2 separate regions of the Sus scrofa genome follow, and region 1 is linked to region 2. A link is a contact called in public Hi-C data. All regions are on one chromosome and are shown on one strand. Each heading gives the region's core, a stretch centred on a gene start, on an enhancer-like site or on the middle of the called end of the contact. The rest is flanking DNA. Distances are from core to core; before and after follow the strand shown. Region 1 overlaps BCAS1 (breast carcinoma amplified sequence 1). Region 2 overlaps BCAS1 (breast carcinoma amplified sequence 1).

Evidence for each region. Hi-C and Micro-C count contacts between places; a contact is called where the count stands out from the background.
Region 1: a contact with region 2 is called in a Hi-C map of skeletal muscle, with 2.3 times the contacts expected there. The contact joins two enhancer-like sites. A contact is called at or near these places in 7 of 47 Hi-C or Micro-C datasets (alveolar macrophages, brain, embryonic fibroblasts and 2 more) and 1 of 2 datasets of contacts at active chromatin or transcription factors (skeletal muscle).

The regions. Positions count from the first base shown.
Region 1 is chr17:54,985,008-54,991,711 of Sscrofa11.1, reverse strand. All of the region lies in intron 3 of BCAS1 (breast carcinoma amplified sequence 1), which reads left to right. Among named protein-coding and RNA genes, the nearest start is that of BCAS1, 40 kb to the left of the region's middle. Within about 2 kb of position 4,306, at least 5 of the 83 cell types and tissues checked have an H3K27ac peak or open chromatin away from gene starts, as enhancers often do. A contact at or near this core is called in skeletal muscle, where this site is marked.
Region 2 is chr17:54,918,214-54,925,666 of Sscrofa11.1, reverse strand. BCAS1 (breast carcinoma amplified sequence 1) reads left to right here. Exons shown (of 11, transcript NM_001110175.1): 11 at 3,826-3,900. The coding sequence ends at 3,900. Among named protein-coding and RNA genes, the nearest start is that of BCAS1, 110 kb to the left of the region's middle. Within about 2 kb of position 6,011, at least 32 of the 83 cell types and tissues checked have an H3K27ac peak or open chromatin away from gene starts, as enhancers often do. A contact at or near this core is called in skeletal muscle, where this site is marked.

The DNA.
Region 1 (6,704 bases), core at 3,057-5,556, 68 kb before region 2:
AAGAGGGGTTGGAAAGTTCTGCCAGCAAAGATGATAAGGCACAGGTAGAAACCAGATACATTATTTCCTATCCAACTTTATGTTAGGAAATCATTAAGTGAGTGGCTAGTAAAGGCTACTATGATATCCCCTTATGGTAATTTATTTAAATACATTCATGGCACTAGCTCTTAAACTTAACTATGACACACAGTAAGAAATATATTTTACAGCTTGACCTGATCTGTAGGCATATACATGAGACAAAGTATCCACAAGATGATGCTATTCTTACAGCATGTAACATAGGCTGGTATTTTCTATTCTTTCTAGTCTATTTTGTTTGATGGCTTTTATTTTTATTTTGTTTTTGTTTTTTTTCGGCTGCACCCACGGCATCTAGAAGTTCCAGGGCTAGGGACTGAATACAAAGCCACAGCTGCAACCTACGCCACAGCTGTGGAAATGGCAGATCCTTAACCCACTGCAGGGGGCCAGGGATTGAACCCAAGCTGCCGCAGAGACAATGCCAGATCCTTAACCTGCTGCACTACAGCAGGAACTCCTGTTGGATGGTCTTAAATGCTAGTTTTGCCCCAGGAATTATGTTCCAATCCATTCATAGTCATAATCTGAAGTTTGAAAAATTCTTTTCTGCCGTCATCACGCTTTTCAGATTTGCAACAGTGATCTTGAGGGATGTGACTGTTTCTTATGAAAGTGGGCATTCCCAGGGCACACTGCCCGTCACACCTTGGCATGCGGTAATGTTTGTCAGATAAACCTAACAAGAATAAAGATGGTACACTTCATGTTACAATTTTTCAAAGAATGTTAGAATATATCGTTGCAATTTCATTATCAGCTCTGCCTGATGCAACTTTAAAAAAATGATCTTAAAAAATATATACACTATAGATGCCTTCACTTAGATAAACTACGTACAACCATGTATCTCTACTATTTATTTGGTATTTTTCAGTCTTTAACATATCATAGTGTTAAACATCATGGTTGAATATCAAGTGAATTGTGTTTTGCAATGAATTTGCAAAATATATTTTGGGTTTATTTCCCTTTGGTGACATCCACTCTGATTCTCTCCTTCCAAGATGATAATAATAGCCCTGATTTATTGAGTGTTTACTAACCCACAGAGAGATGAAGTAATTTGCCTGAGATCACCTGGGGAGAAAGTAGCCGAGCTGGTATTTATTGCCTACACACTTAGCCACTGAGCCTATGAATTCAAAAAAGAGGGAACACTCAGTGCCTTTTGAAACATATCTTTTTAAAATTCCTGAAGCTAGAAGTTTAAATTTCCCAAACTGATGTTCTGTGGACTCATCAGAACAAGAAGATCATCCTTGTAACAGGGCTTCACCATCAAAAGCTTTGGAAAATAGTGCTTGCTTTATACGCTCTCCTAAAGATTCACGGTGGTCATTAAAGGCTCTGAGAAGTCCTGTTTCTCAGACTTATTTATTCACACAACTATCAGCCATCTAACCAATTGGGTGTATCTTCCAAGGAATTGTTCTTCTAGGAAATGCCAAGCTGGGCATGTAAACCAAAATTGGACCATGGCATTTTGTAAGATGCAGAAGGCCACCGACAGGTTTTATTTGACCTGCACAGTGTTTTAAATAATATTTGAATTAACTGATAACGTTTTGAAATTGACACATTTGACAGTATTTTTTAATTAGGAGATTTCAGTAGAATCCCATGTTTCAAACATTTCTGAAAACATGGGAAATTTCACCCTGTATTCCCAGCTGGGAGTGAGCTGTGACTGCCCTCGAGGTGGGGCTTTCGCTCCCCAGTTTACCCAAGTCCCCACCCCTCCTTATTGTTTCCAATAGTACAGCATGTGAGTTGTCCTTCATTATAACACTTGCCTTGTTATTTTCTTGCGGCAGAGTTGACAGTAAAATAAAAATTTCTATCAGAAACCACTTTTCATCCTTCATAACATGTAAGACAGTTTGAAGTAGTTTAGGTGACCATGTGGTTAATACACTGTAAATCTAGCCTGAGAGTCCAATTTGATGCCAAGTGTTGAACAATGAATAGGAGGCGTCCATGCTTTTATTTATTCATTCAACAAACATCTGAATGCTTTCTTTGGGCCAGGAATGATTGTAGGATGGCTACAATGATGTACCTCACAGGTCCCATCATGGAAAGTACGTGATGTACTTTCATTCTATGGAGACAGCAGCAATAAACCAGAAAATAAATAAAAAAGCAAATAGTTCCAGGGTATAAAAAGGGCTACAAGTGAAATAAACAAAGTTCAGAGATGGAAAGGAGAGGAGAGAGGAGGGTGATAATGAGGATTGGATAGAGGGTAGGGTCAGAAAGGAGTTTGGGCTCATCTAACAATTCAGGGGAAAGCATGTGGCTTTTTTCTTTTTCTGCACAAGGCCAAAGGATTCTTAGAAAATCTGCAACCTAATTTTGGCAGCATTCAAAACAGTTTTCTCACTGTTGGGAAGTGTTTGTTAAACAGATGACAAACTTGTTCTAGGCTATGGGTTATTTGCTTTTGTATTTTGAAGTAGGTTTTTGGTTTTTGTTTGTTTGTTTGTTTAGGTTGGATATTTTTTCCTCTAATAAATGTAACATGTCATTATCAGTCTGGAGGTTGTACATGTTGGAACTAATCATAGGACAGAAGAATCTATCACAAATAGATTCCTTTTTTTGTCCTGTGTGACCTGGGACCCACTCCTTGCCCACAGCAAATGTGTTTTTCTGTTTTATATCATATGTAGTGAACTTTATTTAAGAAGGTGCCAACTCTTGTGCCCTCAGGAATATCCCCAAAGTAATTACTGCTGCCAAAAAAAGAAGCAAGAAAAGAACATTTTATTGCTTAATTCTCTCCCCACATTGCACTTGCCACTGGAAATCAAGTTGACAAATTCACTTACCCCTCAAGTGGAGGAGTTGCTGAGAGAGAAAATGGAAAACCTTTATTTATAGGAAGAAGGTGTGAATTGCTTTCTCTGATAGATTTCTTACCACCCTCCCTGTATGACTCCAATGAACAACTGGTTTATTTAATCTTGTAAAGATAACATCTCTGCATCAGTCAATATCATGGGTTAATCAGGCTGTACCGTATAAAGGTGCTACGTTACACTTCTGCTGCCAAGATAGGAAAGGAGTTTTTAATGCCCTGAGGTTATGTCTACAGAGTATTGAAATAGGTGGGGAACTTATGATTTATAATAAAGAGCATCATGCTGGATTATTGGTCCAACCTAGCTTGAGTCAATTAGCATAAGCAGCTATAGGTTGAAAGATGTTGCCTCTCTCTTCCCTAAAAGAGTGGAGTATTTTTAGCCCTGAGTCCTGCAGATTTCCCCTCTTAGAAAAGATGCCAGAGGACAGTGAAAATCTAGATTTCTCCTGTCTATATTTGATGTTATTTTTACTGCCCTCTGAAGTGCCTGATAATTTCTTAATCAACTACCTGAATCACTAGGAAGTTTATTTCTCCTGTGGCACTTTGGCAGTACACACATTCAAAGTCTTCAAGCAAGTAATTTGAGCAATTTGACATCTAGGAATTTATTGAGAAAATGAGCAACATTTTCTCTATAATTTGTTTTTTTTTTTTTTTAAAGCCCAGCAATGTCTGTAAGAGAAAAGTTGGGAAGGTCTGAAAGATCCACTTGGAGGATTTTGGTACTGATTCTGATTTCTATATTCTCCATCATAAATAAGGAAACAGAATTATTGACATGTGGGGACAGTTGCAATACAATGTTAAATGAGAAAAGCGGGTTTCAAAATGGTGTATACAGGGAGTTCCCTGGTAGCTCTGTGGATTAAGGATCCAGTGTTGTCACTGCTCTGACTCTGGTTACGGCCATGGTGTGGATTCCATCCCTGGCCTGGGAACTTCTTCGTGTGGTGGATGTGGAAAAAAAAAACAACCAGAAAACCTGTATACAGAAAGATCCCTTTTGGGTAAAAATCATGTTTTCCTTGCCTGCCCACTCATGTTCCTTCTTCCCCCTAAAGAGGGGTGTGGATTGAAAAACTGCAAATTGTTAGTGGTAGTTCTTTTCCATAATAGGATAATGAGTGCGTTTTATGTTTTTACTCTTTGCTTATCCAAATTGTCTCTTTTTTATAAATGAGGCAAATACGGTGTGCTGCCCAGGTAAAAGGAAAATACTACCAACGAAGTAATTTCCAGATTTCTCCACTAGATAGCGCTATAAAGCTTGCGGCTGCCTGGGTTGTTTTAGAAACCACAATCCCTAATAAGAGGTTTTCACTTGCGATAATTCTGGCACTGTGCAATACAGAGCTTGCGTGGCAATTTCTTGTTCAGCTCTAACACTGACTTTTAACACGTATAGCTAGTGTGTATTTTGGAAAGAGCAATTTTGTCGTGGATGGCCCATTTCCAACGTCCTTTCATAATTGGCGTTTCTTACAGTTGTGCTGCTTGAGTTCTTTCCCTGTTTTTGTCATGGGCTTACAAGATGTGAATGCGTTTTTCTCCATTGATGTGAATTGGGCAGCAATAGTGAGAAAAAATAAAAATACAAAATTAGCTATGGGAATAGAACCTCCCTTTGGTGGCTCTGAGCTTTGTAATAAAAGTTAAGAAAAAAAAAAAAAAAATCCCAGAGTGCTTTGGAAGTGTTCAAGTCCCACAAAACATGTTTAGTGGACTTTTCGTCTTAGATTCTCTCCTGCTTGTTTAATTAATTTGCCTTCCCGTCTAGGAAAACTGGAGGATAAATTTTTACCTTTTGGAATTAACCATACCCCATTTTTCATTCTGAATCTGACCATGGGTGCATGCAGGTGACCGTTTCTTTAGAAGAAGAGGAAAAGTAAAGGCTTGATGTTTGTCTGGAGACCATTGTTGCTGAGCAAATGATGCCCTTGGCGCTGCTGGGGCAACTAGGTGGGAGAGGAAACTGAGTGCTTGCTTTTATCCCAGACAGCATGTGGCTCAAATTTCTAACAGATGGAAAAGCCTGGAGGAATGGGTTTCTGTAGCAGTCACCTTTTTTTCAGACAAATTTTCCAGTGTTAAGCTGCACATTAGGCACTGATTCTTGGTACGAAGATTCCAAATGAAACCAGTGAAGTCCAATCGACGGGGGCATCTGGGTGTGGTGATATTCATCATGGTTCCAGACAAGGCTTTTTTAAAGCCTTGATCCTTCTGCCTTGGCTTCTGTTTTTACTTAGACAACGTAGACCCTGCTTCAAGGAGGACAAAATCCAATCAACAATTTACAGTGGTAGGAAGGTGCCAGAAATTCCATGCAGGTTTTATTATAAATTATCAAATGATGGTAAGGTGGCACAATTTTTTCGACATGACAAATTGTGATCACTTAACTAGTGTTCCTGCCTGTTTGCCCCTTGAAGCCAACAGAAAGGAAAAGTGGAGCTTTCTTCCTCCGTACAGATGAAAAGCAAGCTGACACCACAGACTCCTGTTTGCTTAAAGTTTCCAGATATTTCCTGGAGAACATCTGTGTTTCTGTCTAAAATTTCTGCTGGCTGAAAATGATCTGGAGGCCTGATGAGAATAGCAAAGATGTATTTGTAGTTAAGGGCAAAGATCCTACAAACAACCCAGTGTTGAAGGCACCGGCCACAAACTCGTAGCCGGGGGCTGGATCACGTTCCCAACCGGGTTGAGTTTGACCCTCTGGATGTTTTTTAAAATTCGGAAGTTTTGCCCACATTTTTGTCTTCATTTTAAATTTTAATAGGAAATACGTTCACATGGCTCGAAATAAGAACGTATAAAATGGTTACTTATCTACCAACACCACGCCCATAAATAATCACTGTTTGTATTTTGAAATGAATCTTTCTATGCTTTCTTTAAGCATACACGAGCAAAAGACAAGCATAAATGCACATTTCTTCTTTCTTCGGCAAATGGTAACATAATATACACTCTGTTCTATTCCATACTTTTTTTTTTCAGTTAACAGTATTTACTGTAGCTATCTGTACAGCTTCTGCATTTATAACACTTGCATAGTTTTCCATCAAATGGATGTACCATGCTTTATTTAACCAAGACCTGATTAATGACATTTGGCTGATTTCCAGACATTGGCTATGACTTCATTGCAATGAGTAAACTCGTATTTGTTATTTCACACTTATGTCAATTGAGGTTTAGAATCAACTCTTCAAAGTGGAATTGCTGGGTAAAAGAATATATCCTTTAATTTGGTAATGCCAACATTTCAGGCTACCATCAAGACTGAAGTCATTTACACTGCAACCAGTAGCATGTGCAGGTGCCTACTTCTCACTCCAGCCTCCCTACTGAATGTTTTCAAACATTTGGATGGTTTGACTTTCAATCTTTCGTGACTTCTGGATTTTTATTTTTGATTTGTTGGTTCTTACTTTTTTTATTTAATAATGATTTTTATTTTTTCCATTATAGCTTATTTACAGTGTTCTGTCGATTTTCTACTATAGAGCAGAGTGACCCAGTCACACATACATGTATACATTCTTTTTTCTCACATTATCATGCTCTATCATAAGTGACTAGATATAGTTCTCAGTGCTATACAGCAGGATCTCATTGCTTATCCATTTCAAAGGCAATAGTTTGCATCTATGAACCCCAAATTCCCAATCCATCCCACTCCCTCCCCCTCCCCCTTGGCAACCACAAGTCTGTTCTCCAAGTTCATGAATTTCTTTTC
Region 2 (7,453 bases), core at 4,762-7,261:
GCTCAGAGGTTAACGAACCCAACTAGTTTCCATGAGGACACAGGTTCTGTCCCTGGCCTCGCTCAGTGGGTTAAGGACCCGGCATTGCCATGAGCTGTGGTGTAGATGGCAGATGTGGCTTGGATCCCGAGTAGCTGTGGCTGTGGTGTAGGCTGGCAGCTACAGCTCTGATTCGACTCCTAGCCTGGGAACCTCCATAGACCCAGGCTCTCAATGATCAAAAAAATAAGTAAATTAATTAATTAAAAGAGGAATTCCTGTCGTGGCGCAGTGGTTAACGAATCCGACTAGGAACCTTGAGGTTGCGGGTTCGATCCCTACCCTTGCTCAGTGGGTTAACGATTCAGCGTTGCTGTGAGCTGTGGTGTAGGTCGCAGACGTGGCTTGGATCCTGCGTTGCTGTGGCTCTGGCGTAGGCTGAAGACTACAGCTCTGATTGGACCCCTAGCCCGGGAACCTCCATATGCCGCAGGAAGCGGCCCTGGAAAAGGAAAAAAGACAAAAAAAAAAAAAAAAAGAAAAAGAAAAAAATTGCCTGTCAAATGAAGCCCATCCACAAGCCAGATTCAGCTCATGGCTGCCACTTGGTGACCTGAGTTTGATGGGTGGGCCAGGCAGGCCCCAGGTCAGGACACTCAAAGGAGTGGACCTGTCCACTGGTAGCGCTGTAGAGGCCAGTGACATGGGGAGGGGGGCTTTGTGAACCAGGACAGCAGGCAGGGGCGCTGGGAGCAGAAGGGCGGGAAGGAAAACTCCCCCTGAGCCAGCCTCAGTCCAGGCCCTGCAAACCTAGAGTGGTTCCTGCACTTGAACCCAGCTCCGCCACACAGCAGCTGTGTGACCTTGGACACGTCACTTTCCTGAGTTGCTGGAACCGTATCAGTGGGGTTGATAATGCTGACATCACAGCGTTAGCAAGAGGCTGAAATGAAATTGTGTACAGAGTCCTTAGAACGATGCCTGGCACATTTTAATTTGTCAGGAAGGAATCCCTGCTTTTGTGATGATTGTTTAGGCAGCTCCTGACAGGTTGGAAAGGCGCAGAGGTGACTAAGATGCTGCTGCTGTGTCCTGAGGAGTCTGTGGTCTCAACAAGCAGCCAGTGTTTATAATGCAGCGCGCAGGAGCTGCTGGAATTGCCTCGCGCTTCGTGGGCAGGCCATTGGCCAAAGCCGGGTCCCCTCTTACTAACAGAGGACTTGACTTAAGTGACTTACACGCACTGAGCTTCCTCCTTTTTTGGTGTGAGTGATCATGGGGTCACCTTCATAGGGCGTGGTGAGGACCAGGTGTGACCTAGCTGTCACCAGGGCAGAACACACTCACAGGATGAGGAGTTGACTGGAGGTCACACGACCTGAGAAGGGGGCGGTCACCCAAATCTGGGTGACTCTGGAGCCCATGCTTCCCATCATCTGTGGGGACCTTTACGTGGTCTTTACGTTCCCAAAGACTCACACGTGCGTCACGCATCACAGACGCTCCACATACGGTGTCGAATGAATGAATGATCCAGCTGCTGCCATTAGTGGTAATAACAACTCTTCTTGCACCTGCTATGACAAATACCATCCTAACCCCTTTACAGAGACTGACATGTAATCTTCGCAACTGCCCTGTGGATTCCATTTTATCAGCGGTTGTACTGAGTGCAGAAGGTTATGCATCTGGACCAAAGTTACACAGCTTGGAGGTGGCAGATCTGGGATTCAAAAGCCAGCAATCTGGCCCCAGTGGTAAACTCCACTTGTAGAGTATATACTGTGTAGCACCCTCTATAGAGCACTGTTTATGTGTGATATATACACCCTCTATATGTTATCTATACTATGCTACACTGTGCTATACCTAGTATATTTCAGTATATATAGTATACTCTATATAATATACTTAGTATACCATACGCTACATAGTATACTTACTATAGTATACAGAATATACTATATATCGTATACTTGGTATACAGTATATATACTATATACATTGCTATGCTGTGCTGTGCTATACTTAGTATACTGTAGTATGTATAGTATACTATATATCATATACTTGGTATACTGTAGTATAAATATACTATATACATTGCATATACCAAGTATTGTATTACACCATCCTATACTATGTCTACAGTACTATACTGCATTGTACCACATGGCACCTTGCATATATGCTATATATATATATATTCTTCAATAGTATATTACCCTCCCTGTACTATGTCGTGCTATATATATATATATTAGAGACTCCTATGCGCTATCTACTGTATGCACTATCCTGTATTGCACTATCCTTATGCCGCCTTGTACCACACTGTCTGCATATGCTATACCATATATTAGACTACTTATACTATGCTGCTCTATTTACTATATTTTACTATGCTGTCGTGTGCTGCTCTCTACTGTATTACAGTTGACCCTTGAACAACACAGGTTTGACCTGCAAAGGGTCACAAACGTGCAGCTTTATTTTCAGTAAATACTGCAGTCGTACACAACCCAGGGTTGGCTGAATCCAGGGATGCAGCACTGTGGACATAGGGCCCCAAATGTAAAGTTTATTTGGGGTTATTCTTTGGTCCACACCTGCAGCATGTGGAAGTTCCAGGGCCAGGGATTGAACCTGTGCCATAGCAGTGACCTGAGCCACTGCAATGACAACGCCAGATCCCTAACCTGCTGCACCACAAGGAAACTTCCCAACTGAAAGCTTTAGTCAGATGTTTGACCTTCCAGGGGTCAGTGCCCCTAACTCCTGCATTGTTCAAGGGATAGCTGTATATTAATTTACTGCTCTGTACTATATGACTATAAATACTGTATTATAATACTGTATACTATGCGTGTGTGTGTATATGCATATATGTATATGCTTCATCATACTATATATACTATCCCATCTCTTTCTATACTACACACAAGGCTACATACGCTTTGAGTCCATTGATAAGACATCCTGGAAGAGGCAGAACTCTAGGGATGAAGGCGAGAACAGCGATTTCCAGGGTCTGGGGGTTGGGGAGGAGCTGACTACAGAGGAACACAAGAGGGACCTTGGAGATGATTGAACTGTTCTGTACCTTGATTTGGGAGATGGTTATGTGACTGTGTTGGGCAAAGCTCATAGCACTGTACTCAAAAAAGTGTTGATTCTACTGTATGTAAATTATACTTAACAGAAAGGTAAATAACAATAATAACAGCAATCGCAATAATAGTACTTGACCCAGGGAGTTTATTCAGCTGCAGTCCATTAATAGGAAGGTGCACCTACTATGTTCCAGGCACTCGTTAGGCACTGAGAATACAGCAGACAGAATCCACGGAGCTTTCGTTCTGGTGGAGACGGATGTTAGTCAGACATAGATAAAAAGGTCATGTCGGCGAGTGATATGATTTGTAGGAAGATTAAACAGGGCAGTGTGATGAGAACGTGATTAGAGATGGTGACTGAAATGAGCTAAAACTGGACGGTTTTCGACAGTCCAGGTACCATTCTAAGCGCATCCCAAGTAAGAACTCACTTTACCTTGGAACAACCCTCTGAGGTCAGTTTTATCACCTCCATTCTAAAGATGAAGAAACTGAAGCACAAAGAATCAGTCATTTATCCAAGATTTCACAAAGCTAGAAGGTAAGCTACCTGGACATTGAACGTGGGCATCTGGTTGGAGTCCATTCTCTCATCCACCACCCAGGAACAAGGGATATTTACTTAGCCCAGCACCTGGCCCCGAGTAAGTGCTAATAAATAAGTGGCAATTGTTGCTATTGCTATTACAGATCTTCACAAAGATGCAACTCCTTTTATATGTTTCTCCAGGGACCAAAGCGGATGTTGGATGCTCAAGTGCAAACTGACCCCGTATCCATCGGACCAGTTGGCAAATCCAAGTAAACAAATCACCTTGGTTCCCAAGTTCTGCCACCAAGATGTCTTCTTCCTACTCCCCAAATCCACTCCGTGTACATATCTTTTCTTCTGATGGCCATCATATGAAATTCTGCCTACACATTAGGTCTGAGCTGTTGTATATTGAGGTGTATTATTTACGTCTCTGGTCCAGTCTTTCCTGGTAAATAGTTGTAAAGATGGTTTAGCAGGTTAACTAGCCAGGTCAGAAGGGTTGATGGGTGCCAAGCAGGGTGGGAGAGGGGTGGAGGGCTGCATTCTGGTTAGGTCATGAAAAATGACAGTGACAAGTCAGTTACAGAAGGAACAATGCCTGCTGGAAGGAATGAAGCTTGGTAGTAAATACATGCTCATCCTTTAAGCTTGAGGAGAGAAGTAAGTTCACGTTTCAAGGAGGGAGAACGTTGTTGTGGGCTCTGTGTTGGGAGGTGGCCAATTTTCTGGAATGGAATGTGTGGGGAATGAAAAAAGAATGAATAAGAATTGTTTTTCAAATAGGATCCTTGAACGTTATTGACAAGAGGGAAAAGATTGACTGGAGAGGGCTTGAAATGATTTGGGAAAACAATTGCTTTTTGAGGCTCAGTGACCAAGGCGAGGATTCCAACTTGAAAAACAAAACAAAACAAAATAAATGAAGTTGCAGATTTATTTTGCAACACTAGGGGGCGCCAAGGTCTCCGTTTTAATCCTGCATCCTGTATCCCTAACAAAGATTTGGTCTCTGCAATCTTACATTATTAATGTTTCTCAGATGGCTGAGGGGCTTGCTTCATCTGTTCTGTCTGACACTTATCTCAAGTCTGTCTGTAATTTCCTAATGTTCTCAGGATGTGCTCTGATAAAACCCTCCCCCTAACCCCAGTTAATAATAAAAATTTACAGATTATTCAAATACCTGAGTTTTTTTTAATACGTGTGCAGAGGAGTAAATAGGACCACGAGTCTATTAAAATGTAATTCAGAGTAGCCAGATGATGGACTGATATCATGTATACTGTACCTTTTTCTGATTTAATAAAAAAAAATACATTTATATCTAAAGGATCTTTTAATTTTCACCTTTTAAAGCAGGTCTCTCGTACTCCATGTCCGAGATGCCTTTTGCTTCCACAGCATAAACTCAATGCTCTTCCTCCATCGTGTCTTCTCTCCCAGATGCTCCCAGGTATCCTTGTCCGTGGGCACATGCACACAGCAGTGGGTTCACGTGTGTATTTTCATACACAAGCGCACACGTGTGTAAATACTGTCATGGTGATGCTGCCTAGAGCAGAGCCTGAGACAGGCATTCAGATGCACCTGATGGGCTGAAGGAGGGGTCCTGGGGAAAGGGGGACAAAAAGGACAGGGCAGGGATTGGTCTCAGCTGGAATTTCATCCCGATCTCCCAGGGGCATGAATTGCGCCATAACGCTGTTCTACCTACAGGCGAGCTGGCTGGCTTTGGACGCTTGTGGGTGATTCCTGGGCCGCCCTGGGAGGTGGAGGGACAGGCCAGCTGCTCCCATTGAGCTGAGAAGCTGGGATCCCTTAGCAGCTGGAAGATGAGGCACTCAGCAGGGTCCACTCCAGACACACACATAGAGACCCAGACATGCGTTTATGCCCACATAGGCACATATTCATCCTTGTATATTTACCTCCATACAGGAGTAGGGAGATGCAGGCACACGCTGCTAGTCATACACATACAAATAGACATGTGTAACTGGCACAGACCCACACACGCACACTGGCTCAGATGAATCCATCACGTGTGCAGTCCATCACGCACTGAGGAGAAATGACACTGACAAATCGGTACCCTAGGTCACTCACACCATGGCTTAGGCAAAAAGGCCTTTGGAAAATACGTTCAGGACAAAAATGATCTCTTTCTAAAAACAGATTGGGGAGGGGAGGCTCTCTGCTCCCGGGACCCACCAGCTCCCAGCGTGGACTGGCTGATGCTCAGCTTCAAATAAAGACCAGAGGTCTTTTCCTCGCACCTGGCTTAGCTTTATGGGTCCTCCTGCCTGAACCTGGAGAGTCCTCAGTGTCTGTGACTCACCCAGCTGAGAATGACCTCATGCTGCTTCATGTCTGAATGCTTAACTTGGCTCAAAGCAGGAAGAAGCCCTTTGGGGAAGCCCTGGATGGGGGGTGACGTTCCCTCCACCTTTGCCCTCAGAGAGCTTGGGATGATTCAAGGCAAACAGGCAGCTGGTTACTGCTTTGTCTCTAAACACCAGGGGGGGTGCCTGGTATGACCTTTGAGCCCCGGGCCATACCAGTCCTTTGAGAAGGGTGACAGTATTATTGGCAAGTTTCACCTCACTGGACACGGGGGGTGGTTTTTGCCCTGATGAGAAATGTCCCCAGGAGGGACTTAGTCACCAATTCAGGAGCCCTCCCACTCCCTCCCACCCCGGAAAAACTTTTTTTAACTTTTAAAAAGAAGTTCTCTGCTGAGAATCTTGTTGCAAAGCAAGCCAGCAGTTTCTGTAACTGGTTTCCTATCCTCCTGGCCAAAAAAAGAGAATGCTCTTTTAATACAATTGCTTGGGTTTTTTTTAAGACAAGAAAATTTAAGCCAGAGAGGACTGAAAAAAAAAAAAAAAAAAAAGGCTTGGGAGGGAGCGGAGTTCTAAAGCCAATTGTAGCCTAAGAAGCAGATTAAACTCCATTTTTGAGTTTTGTGGGGTTTGTTTTTTGCATCAAGAGTCCAGACCTGATGCATTTACAAAAAAAAAAAAAAAAATACTGATGTCCATGCCTCCCGCTGAACTAGTGTGAAAAGGGGGACAGGCGCTCCCCAAATGAGTTCAGGACTGAAGTTCCTCAAAATGCAGAGTCAGGACTGCCATGTGGACAGCAAGAGCTCCCACAGTAAGATGCGGAGAACACGCTGAAGCTGAAGGGGAGATTAAGACCGAGAGCAGGGGGCAGAGGTGCTTTGCAAGAACGGCCATCCTCATGACGTTATTTACGGATTTATTTTTAGGTGCACAGGGAAGCGTGTCTTCTCCAGTGTCAAGAAGAAGTGGCCTTTCCAAGAACTGGGCTTTTGAGCTGAAACAGCTGCCATCGGAGGAGGGGGGAAAAAAACCCTCAAATTCCGCTTTCCAGTTCCAGCTAACGGTGACCTTTTGACGGATACCCAATAGAAGAATTCATTCAGAAGCACCGTGGTTGTTCTCAGCAGCCCCCGAGGTCCCCCAGGCTTCATCTTCTGGGGGAAGGGGGATCCTTAGTACCCAAAGAAAGGCCCAAGGGGGAAGGAAAAGAGAAAAAAGTGAAGTTTGGGTGGTTTTGTGTAGCCCCCTGCCTTTTAAACCAATTACCCATGATTTAAACACACACACACACACACAGACCCTTCAGTTGAATGGTTGTTTGTTTGCAAACAGATGCCCTGGGGTCCCATTAAATTAGATTCGAAGGGGCTAGAACCTGTGTCCAGCTGGCTCCTTTGCCAGCTGCCTGGAAGGGAGCAGACTTAACAGGTATCATTTCTTCTGCCGGATAGTCCCAAATTGATCTTAAGCCTTACAAA